2 separate regions of the Lactuca sativa genome follow, and region 1 is linked to region 2. A link is a contact called in public Hi-C data. All regions are on one chromosome and are shown on one strand. The core of a region is the stretch at or near the end of the contact, and the rest is flanking DNA. Distances in the headings are between cores, read along the strand shown.

Region 1 (4,661 bases), core at 110-2,609, 270 kb after region 2:
TTTACACACAGAAATTCATTTACGACCCTTCCATTTACATCTTATTCACAAAAAAGTTTTCACTTACACCGTTTTTATGTATGTAATTTATTGTATACCATTATTTGATTAAGGTACAGAGAATGGATTGGACTGTAATTCTTGAAGAAAAAATTAAATAAGAATAAAATAAATTGAAATTATTAATACTTTCTACGGAGTTATAAATGTTAAAATAATAATAATAATAATAATAATAATAATAATAATAATAATAATAATAATAATAATAATAATAAAAAATAAGATCAAAGGTGAAATTAGAAAACCATAGTGTCTAGAGTAATCATTAGTGAAATTATCGGTGGTCATAGTCACATACATATCTAATAATCCTATGTAAATCTTTGAAATCTATATGAAGTTAAAGCTATGTTTGATACATTAACTAAAAGGTTATCATATTGCATGAAAAGCTATCTTAGTTGATAAAAAAATATATAATTTGATAAAACTAGCCTGAGGAATATATAATAACATAAAAATGACAGGTAAAATTATACTTTATTTTTAAACCAAATTAACCAAACACGAATCTAAAATTTGAGCCCTATATATTCGGAATTAGAAAACAACTTTTATTCCAAGATTTGGTTATGATTTATGCTTAGAAATTATTTCAAAAAGAATGAGGTAAATCGGTAGAAAAACGAGCTAAATATCGATGGCAGGCAAAATTGGGCCATTGTTGCCTACTGAACCCGGGCTTGGTATGATGGGAGTTTTGGGCTGAAATACATTTAGAATTTCTGTTTTTGGTACGATTTATATTATTTATCTTTTAAAACAACTTTTTTTTGATATTTTAATGGGTATTTTCAACATTATTTTAGTTATTAAATTTACGAAATTAAGATCGTGATCCATCAGCCATCATTTTATCCCAAGCAAGCAACATGATTCTTTTATGTACGAATAGAATCATATATGGTTGGGTTCCTAGGAAGCAGCTATGCAATTTTACTTTAACCTTTTCAAATATTTTTCTATTAAAATTACAATATCATTACTAACGTTTTAGTAATTACAACTATTACATCTTTTTTTTGCATTTAAACTAGATAAACAAATCGTCAAGTTAATTTCTTACGTATTCCTGTCTGTTAACATAAAATCTCACATACCTTATTTAATAAAATTTAATCCCAACCTTTTACAAGAGTACTAATATCAAACAACCCTTACCAATTGGGCTGAGTTATAAGGCCCAGTAATTCGAAGTCTTTAATCATTGGGACAGAATAGGCCATACCTAAGTGATTGGGCCGGGTTTATTTATACGGGTCGAGTTGTAGAAACCGCGATACAACTAGATTCTCCACCAGCAATGGAAGATTGCCTTTGACGTCACAAGGGAAGACAATAAATTCACTCTGATCTACATACATAGTAGAAGTAGAGCTTAATCACATATCAACAAGATTACGTGACAAAAAAACATCAAATTCATCGTTTTTTGGAGCAGCAGTTTGTGAAAAGAGATCGATTTTTCGATTGAGGATTGCAGATTTGACGAAAGGAGAAAAAAAAAATGAGGGCGTTGGTAGATTCACTTGGGCTTTTGTTCATGATTTCGATTTTCAGTGCTTGTAACGGGCTATCTACTCCTCGAATCATTGAACGCATGCACATCAGCAGTAGTGGTAGCAGCAACAGCAGTTATTTGACAAAGGATGAGCTCTGGTTCAATCAGACGCTCGATCATTTTTCCCCTTACGTATACATTCTCTCCCCCTTTAATCTTTATGTCATTTACCATTAATTTTATGAAGATTTGACATCTAATGTTGTGAAATTGTTCATGAATTCCCAATCTGTATGTATGATGAGTCATTGTGTTTTGGCATTTACAGGATCATCGTAAGTTTGGGCAGCGGTATTACGAGTACTTGAACGAATTCAAGCTTCCCCATGGTCCAATCTTCTTAAAAATATGTGGTGAAGCTGCATGTAACGGGATATCAAATGACTATATGAGCGTACATTACCAAAATCTTCATACATGATCATATATCGATAGCCTTTATTCATGAATTTTATGTTTATATGTAAAAGCAATTGTCCCTGATGGATCATAATCTTCTAATTCCATACAGATTTTGGCAAAGAAGTTTGGAGCTGCTTTAGTTACACTTGAGCATCGATACTACGGAAAGAGTTCTCCATTCAAATCTCTAACAACCAAAAACCTAAAATTTCTTTCATCTAAGCAGGCACTATTTGACTTAGCTGCTTTCCGTCAATTCTATCAGGTTTATAGATGAATTTATTTGGAATAATTCAAATATTTGTACTTTTAGTTTCATAACATATTACTCTCCATGATCTTGTAGGAATCATTAAACTCAAAACTCAACAGAACAAATATTGAAAATCCATGGTTTGTGTTTGGTGTTTCTTATGCTGGAGCTCTTAGTGCATGGTTTCGTTTGAAGTTCCCTCATCTCACATGTGGGAGTCTTGCAAGCTCTGCTGTAGTTAATGCTGTTTACAATTTCACTGAATTCGATCAACAGGTGAGGTGATGAAAAGTGAAAATAGAAAGAAAAAAAAAAAACATTTATCTTTATTTTAAGGGACGTTTTTGGTCACAAATCTTTTCTGTCATGACAGGTTGCTGAGTCAGCAGGACCTGAATGTAAAGCTGTATTACAGGAAGTTACTCAACTTGTTGAAGAAAAGCTTGCATCAAATAGTAACGCATTGAAGACCACATTTGGTGCTACTCAGGTAATATATATGAAGTGATTGACTATTTGACTTTATGAACCTGTCATGTTTGACTACTATAATATCCTTTTTTCAGCTAAAAATAGATGGTGACTTCTTGTATTTTCTAGCGGATGCTGCAGCCATAGCTGTAAGTTTTTTCACATATATGTTTATATAAACTTTTTCCATAGTGTACATGATTCATGATATATGAATCTTTGTAGTTTCAATATGGGAATCCTGATAAACTTTGCACACCAATGACTAAAGCTAAAAAGGCGAGAGAAGATCTAGTGGTAATTCCAATTTCCAATTTCCAAGTTTCTTGTTCTTGAATTCTTTTTCTTAATACAATCTTGAAACTAAAAAAAAAAAAAAAGTAACAATCTTTATGCAGAATGCATATGCAAAATACGTGAAGGAATATTATGTAGGAAGTTTTGGAGCTGAAGTTGAATCATATAACCAAGAAAATCTTAAAAAGACAAACCCAAGTATGTATGAATCTGGTGATCGATTATGGTGGTTTCAAGTTTGTAGTGAAGTTGCATATTTCCAGGTGGCACCTTCAAATGATAGCATCCGTTCTTCAAAGATTGACATAAGGCATGTACATATCAACATTATGACACATTTTAATCAATAATATAAAATCCAGGTTTCATAATTCTATTATTTTAATTAACAGGTATCATTTGGATCTATGTAAAAATGTATTTGGAGAAGGTGTGTATCCGCTTGTTAATGCTACAAATCTTTACTATGGGGGCAAAAACATTGCTGGTATGAACTATGAACATTACTATTTACATGTGAATTTCAGGGTTAATTTCTTTTTGATGAATTTTGTTGAAATATGTAAAATGTAGGATCAAAAATAGTTTTTACAAATGGGTCACAAGATCCATGGAGACGTGCATCAAAGCAAGTGTCATCTGAAAGCAGTAAGCCTCCAACCCTAATATTTTATTTTTTCTTTGGATTTTTTGTTTCTATCACTTAATTTGTGTTTTTTTTAATAATTTTATTTGTAGTGCCATCATATATAATTAGTTGTCATAACTGTGGTCATGGAAGTGATTTAAGAGGATGCCCACAGTCTCCTTCGCCTCCTGAAGGTTTGTAAATTGGATATATATTTTTCATGTGTGCGTAATATTAATTATTAATTATTAATTATTATATAACAATTTGTGACTGAATAATGAAATTATAATTTCAGGAAGCTCAAAGGGGTGTAGTTCACCGGATGTGGTTGACAAAGTAAGACATGAGATTGTAGAACAGATAGACTTATGGTTGGCTGAGTGTCATGATTTTGGTAAGTGTTCAAGCCAATAAGTCTTCAGAAGAACATGTGGATAGTTGCTTCATTCATGATCTTAATTATATGTTTTTAGTGAGATTGAGAGATGATGATGCAAATAAGACATGCAATGTATCAAAACCTTTGTTGCATGTAAATTGCAAACATTTTTGATACTCATTACCTTGTATTCTTTTGTGAATATTGATGTTTGTTCTTCTAGGATTAAGCTGTTAGCTAGTAAAATGAATGTCATGTTTTATGACCACGTGTTTGGTTATCATAAAAACATGTGAGAGTAGAATGTGATAACTTGAGATTCCCACTTTGGTTTTAATCATTTAATCATAACAAACATTGAACCAAGATCATATGGTTATTTAACAATTTATTTTTTTGTGTGAAAGATACTATTGTTTAAGTATTATACATCTAAGTGATCAAAACAATTCAAGCTTAAACACATATAATGTGTTTATGCCCCCATGAAGGAAAGAAAGATCTTTAAGAGATTTTACTACTCAAATTTACTCCTGTTATCTTTTGATGCGTGGTGACGAGGTTGAGGTGAAAATAGGGATGATTGTTAAGCAATCATTTAAGG
Region 2 (4,722 bases), core at 2,077-4,576:
AATTGTCCTTTTAGAAGAAACAGAACCCTTTTCAGATTCTACACCATGGTTGAACGTACGATTTTTCATAGGAAAACCATGCTCATAACAATTTGGAGGCGTATTTGTATTTGTATTTGTATTACCCTCATTCCAACTTCTACTCTTTGGTAATTTAAATCTTTGCATAAACTCTTCTTGGTAATCATCATTGTCACGAGGGTATGATTGTAATTCTCCATCTTCCTTTAATATTGCTTCCCCTTCCTTCTCTTCTTTCTCTTCATTCCCTTCATTCAATGGTGACTCCATTTCTATGTCTTCATTCAATGGCGATTGTGTAATTCTATCCGCATTCGAATTAGGTGACATATATTCGGGTTTAGAACTAATCACTTCATGACTTTCAATTTCACTTTGATCATCATGAAATGTTTCATGATTTGGGATCCTAATTTTCACATCAGGAGATGAACAATATGAGTCTACATTTTGAATGGAGTCCTCTCTTTCAATGCAACGAACTACTTTGCATAACACTTGTGGAGTTGCATTACTTTTGTCATCAACTTCATCCCAATCAAGACATGATTCAGTTTCACTTTGTGCAATTCTGATCATGGGTCTTATTGGAGTATGATCAGGCTCAAATTCAGTAACTCGGATGTAATTTTCTTCAAAACTACTTTCACTACGCCTTGGAGAATATCGACTTGATCCAAGGGTTCTAATGCTTCCATCAAATGAGTGACGTGGGTCCACCACAATTGATGTTTCTGGCATCATGTAAGTTTCAACTTCAGGTGTTACTTGCACTCGTAGGTGAGGGTATTCATCTGAACCCAACTGTAACATATTAAAAAAAAAATGAATATCTGAGATAAGTAAAATAAAATAAAAAAGTTTTAAAAAAAATATATGTTTTTATTTTTACCCGTGTCAATGAACTTCCATTACTTTCAACCACACGTAGTAAATCTTGAACATGTGATCGTGCATCGTCTCTTTCAGCTGTTAATTCATCAATCTGCTTCTGCATCTGTAAACGAGATACAAGATTTTTTTTTTTTTCATTATGTAACTTTCATGGTTTTTGTGTAATGTAAGGGGTAGAAAAGTAATTTCTTTATTACCTTTTCAAGTTGATGGTCTTTTTCCTTTAACAATTTGGTAGTGGTATCTGATGTGAAACGATTAGACCCTGGAGTTCTTAACTCACTTTCCAATCTATCTAATTCTCTTTGAAGATGCTTCACTAAAGCTTTGTCTGAAATTACCGTATTGACCTGGGCATTTGTACTTACTTCCTTTGCACAACTTGCAAACAAAAGTGTGTTTCTTGATTGTTCAACATGACTTCTTGCAGGACTCATAGTACAGATGATTGCTGTTCTTGAATTACCTCCTAAAGATGATTGCAGTATGCGAGTTAGCTTTGAATCTCTGAAGGGTATGTGTCCACTTCTTCCTTTACTGTATTCAAAAACATAAATGAGGATAAAGTAAGCTAAAAAAACATGCTAAATATGAAAAGAAAACAAACCTTAGCTTTCGAATCACAGTTCCTAGTGTTAAAAGACTGCGATTTATATGGCATCCTTCTTTTAACCTAGTGCCAGCTGTCAATGACTGGGATGCACGCTCACTTCCAGCAAGATCAACAAAGTTCTATAGTAAAACATAAAAGACAACTACTATATCTTAGTGACATGTTAATGTTGATGTTGTATAAAATCCATATCAATTTTTTTTTTTTTTTTTTTTTTTGCATACCACTGTAGAAACAAGTGTACTTGCACTGTCTCTCCCTAGATAGTTGGAGGGTGTACTTTCAATTGTCTGCATTTAATAATCAATTGTGAAAAATAATGTTGGTTATTAAGTATGTAAGTTGAAGGATTTGTTTAAAGATTTTTACCAGTCTGATGATTTGGTGAGATCTAGAGCTTGTTTCATTGAGTGATGTCTCTCCAATCTGTCTCTGAGCTGTAAAATGAATTATACTTGAGAGTTGAAATTAAATGCTATGAATTGAGTGAGAGTTTAATGTGGTTGAAGATGTTAATTTTCTCACCTTCACAGATAGAAAGGAGCTCCATCATATGATCCCAGTCCCTAACACTTTCATCTGTTAGATTCTCAACGATTGTTCCTCTCTGTTAAAATTGATTCGCCATTAATGTTACTGAAATAAAAGATGTATTGTTGATGAAAACAAACTGAAATATATTCCTATTCACCTCTGGATCATCTAAAAGTCTGAGTGGATAGCCATCACTGCTAAGGAGATCTTTGACAGATTCATTGTATATTTCCATGGCAGAGAATTTCAGATGAAAGTCCCTATCTGGGTGCTACATTGAAATTAAAGAGTAGATGAGAGAAAAGTGGAAAAGAAATAGTTGATGTGAAGAATTTCTGAGATGATGTGAATGTGTGATTGATTACCTTTTGTACATAGTCATATATGTCTGCTAAAGTGTACTCTGTGATTCCAGTCATTGTGAATGTCTTCCCACTGCTTGTTTGCCCATATGCGAAAATACTTGCTGGAAATTGTTGTAATCGACTGTGAATGTGGATCCAACTTGCAGAGTGTAACAAGATGAAAGAGTAGTAGAAAGAGAAAAGTGAAACTCACCATTGATACCACCAACAACTGATAGCACAACTTCCTTTGCTGCATCCTGGTATACCTGCCTTGTGGAGCAATCACAACCAAAAACCCTGTCTACACCCAATTGGGCACCATGGAAAGAATACGAAGAAGATCAGTATCAATTGATCCAGAAAAAAAGAAGAAGAAGAAGAAGAAATTTTCCAGAAAAACGACTTACCAAATGTATATGCAGAGGGGTACATGGATCTCTCAGGGACACTAAGGTTCCCATTCTTGTAAACGATGGTGTTTTCAGCGACGCATTCCCAATCAGACACATCGTTCGTAACAATCTCTCTTCCATTCAAAGGTCGCAGCCGCACAGACACAAAAATCTTCTCGCCATGGCGGGAACCACCGTCCCCTGATCGCGTCCCCCCTCCTCCACTACCACCGGTTTCCCCCATCTCCAGCAGAAAACTTAAATCTCACGGGTTATACATAACAAATTGTGATATAATAGTAAGATATTTGTTCAGCTGTCCTCGATAATTCAAGTAATGGTAGCGGTAGAGGAGACATAAAGGGAGAGGGACCAACAAAGTCGTTAAGATCAAATAACAATCATCGTCTGAAACAACCGGTAATCATGAAAATCAGGTTAGCTAAAATTCAACGCAACATGTAGTAACATATCTCGTCAAAGTCGATTATAATAATGTAGTTGTATAATGTATAAACACATACACACATACAATTGTATGAATCTACACACCAATAAAATAATGATTCGCAAATTATACGAAAAGTCGTCAACGAGGACGGCGGTGTATTTAAGCGAATTGTTAAAGATATGGTCCCCGCACCGACCCTTTGTCCCTTTGATTTTACAGACTGTCATTGTCTTTTCTGACTGTTGTTTCTATAATCATTGACGAATTTCGTTTTGAGCAGAAAATATAAAGCAAAATTAGGTTCCAAAAGGTATAGATTTTGAAATGTAGATGAAATTTACCTTAGAGAATGTGATTGATTGATGTTGGATCAGATTCATCGTTCTTGTGCGAGCCGTCTCTCTCCCTCAGCACATATTTTTTAATGTACTGATGAGGATTTGAATGGAGGGAGAGAAGAGTGAGAGGAGCTATAAATTTGCAGAGATAATGATGATGATGATGATGATTGAAACAAATTCAAATTTTGGGAATCAGATTGAATTTGGGATTTGACGTCGGTGTTTAACGACTGGATTAAAACAAAAACACGAACTGTAACTGAATAATTGCCGCGTTATTTATCATAATAAATCCTAAAACATTTTTCCTGAAATTTATGTTCATTCAAAAGAAATGTACATTACTTCATCTATGTAAAATAGCATGTTTTAGTTTTCATTTAATTATCATCGTATAAGGTTATATTACCAAAAATATATATACACCGTACGAATGTTCTTATGTACTTCAAAAATTTTTAATAAATATATATATTCTTTGAAAAAAAACATTATGTTATTAATATTAACTGTTAAAAATTTTATATTAACAAGATAAAATTATAATTATTTTGAACTGTCCAAGGCCCAGATGATAGGATTAAATAATAAAAATAAAAATAACTACAAGCGAATTCTTAATTGATAATCAACAAACTCTCTCAAATAAATAAATAAATACTTATAAGGACAAGATAAGAGTATTTTCTCTTTAGGAAAAAAGGATAGGATTATTTCTTTAAATCTAAAAATCATAATTGGTAAGGATAAAATCATAATCAATTATCTAAAATCAAATAATAAAGTTTTGGAAAATAAAAAAAAATATAAAAAAAAAATATAAAAAAAAAAAAAAACACCAATTTTGAAGCCACAAACGACCCCAAATGACGAAAAAACACCACACGACATAGTGGAGCGATAAGTTTTCTTTATCGGGTCCTTTTAAATATCGTGTGTGAATAGATACATGCCCCGCCCACATCCGCATAACGGGCTCCGCCCATAACATACATATACAAGCACATACAAATATCTTACAGACAACAAGTATATCGACATAACCAATCAAGGGACAGCCTTGGTGCCTTAGACCCACTAAACCCAGTGAGGAAACTCACCATGAAAAGCTGAATGAAACGTATGATCC

The links. A called contact is a pair of places that touch in the nucleus more often than the background predicts.
Region 1: a Hi-C map of leaf shows a contact between it and region 2, with 6 times the contacts expected there. The contact joins the promoter of LOC111913348 here to the promoter of LOC111913349 in region 2. A contact is called at or near these places in 3 of 4 Hi-C or Micro-C datasets (leaf and seed).

The regions. Positions count from the first base shown.
Region 1 is chr2:166,467,222-166,471,882 of Lsat_Salinas_v11, forward strand. It overlaps LOC111913348 (probable serine protease EDA2), which reads left to right and starts at 1,360. Exons shown (of 12, transcript XM_023909069.3): 1 at 1,360-1,756; 2 at 1,893-2,018; 3 at 2,136-2,291; 4 at 2,373-2,555; 5 at 2,653-2,769; 6 at 2,846-2,899; 7 at 2,976-3,047; 8 at 3,149-3,357; 9 at 3,440-3,534; 10 at 3,621-3,695; 11 at 3,786-3,869; 12 at 3,974-4,279. The coding sequence starts at 1,571. The coding sequence ends at 4,092.
Region 2 is chr2:166,191,435-166,196,156 of Lsat_Salinas_v11, forward strand. It overlaps LOC111913349 (kinesin-like protein KIN-7G), which reads right to left and starts at 3,327. Exons shown (of 13, transcript XM_023909070.2): 1 at 2,817-3,327; 2 at 2,621-2,710; 3 at 2,428-2,528; 4 at 2,220-2,333; 5 at 2,054-2,135; 6 at 1,898-1,965; 7 at 1,753-1,818; 8 at 1,523-1,647; 9 at 1,113-1,452; 10 at 914-1,018; 11 at 1-825. The coding sequence starts at 3,045.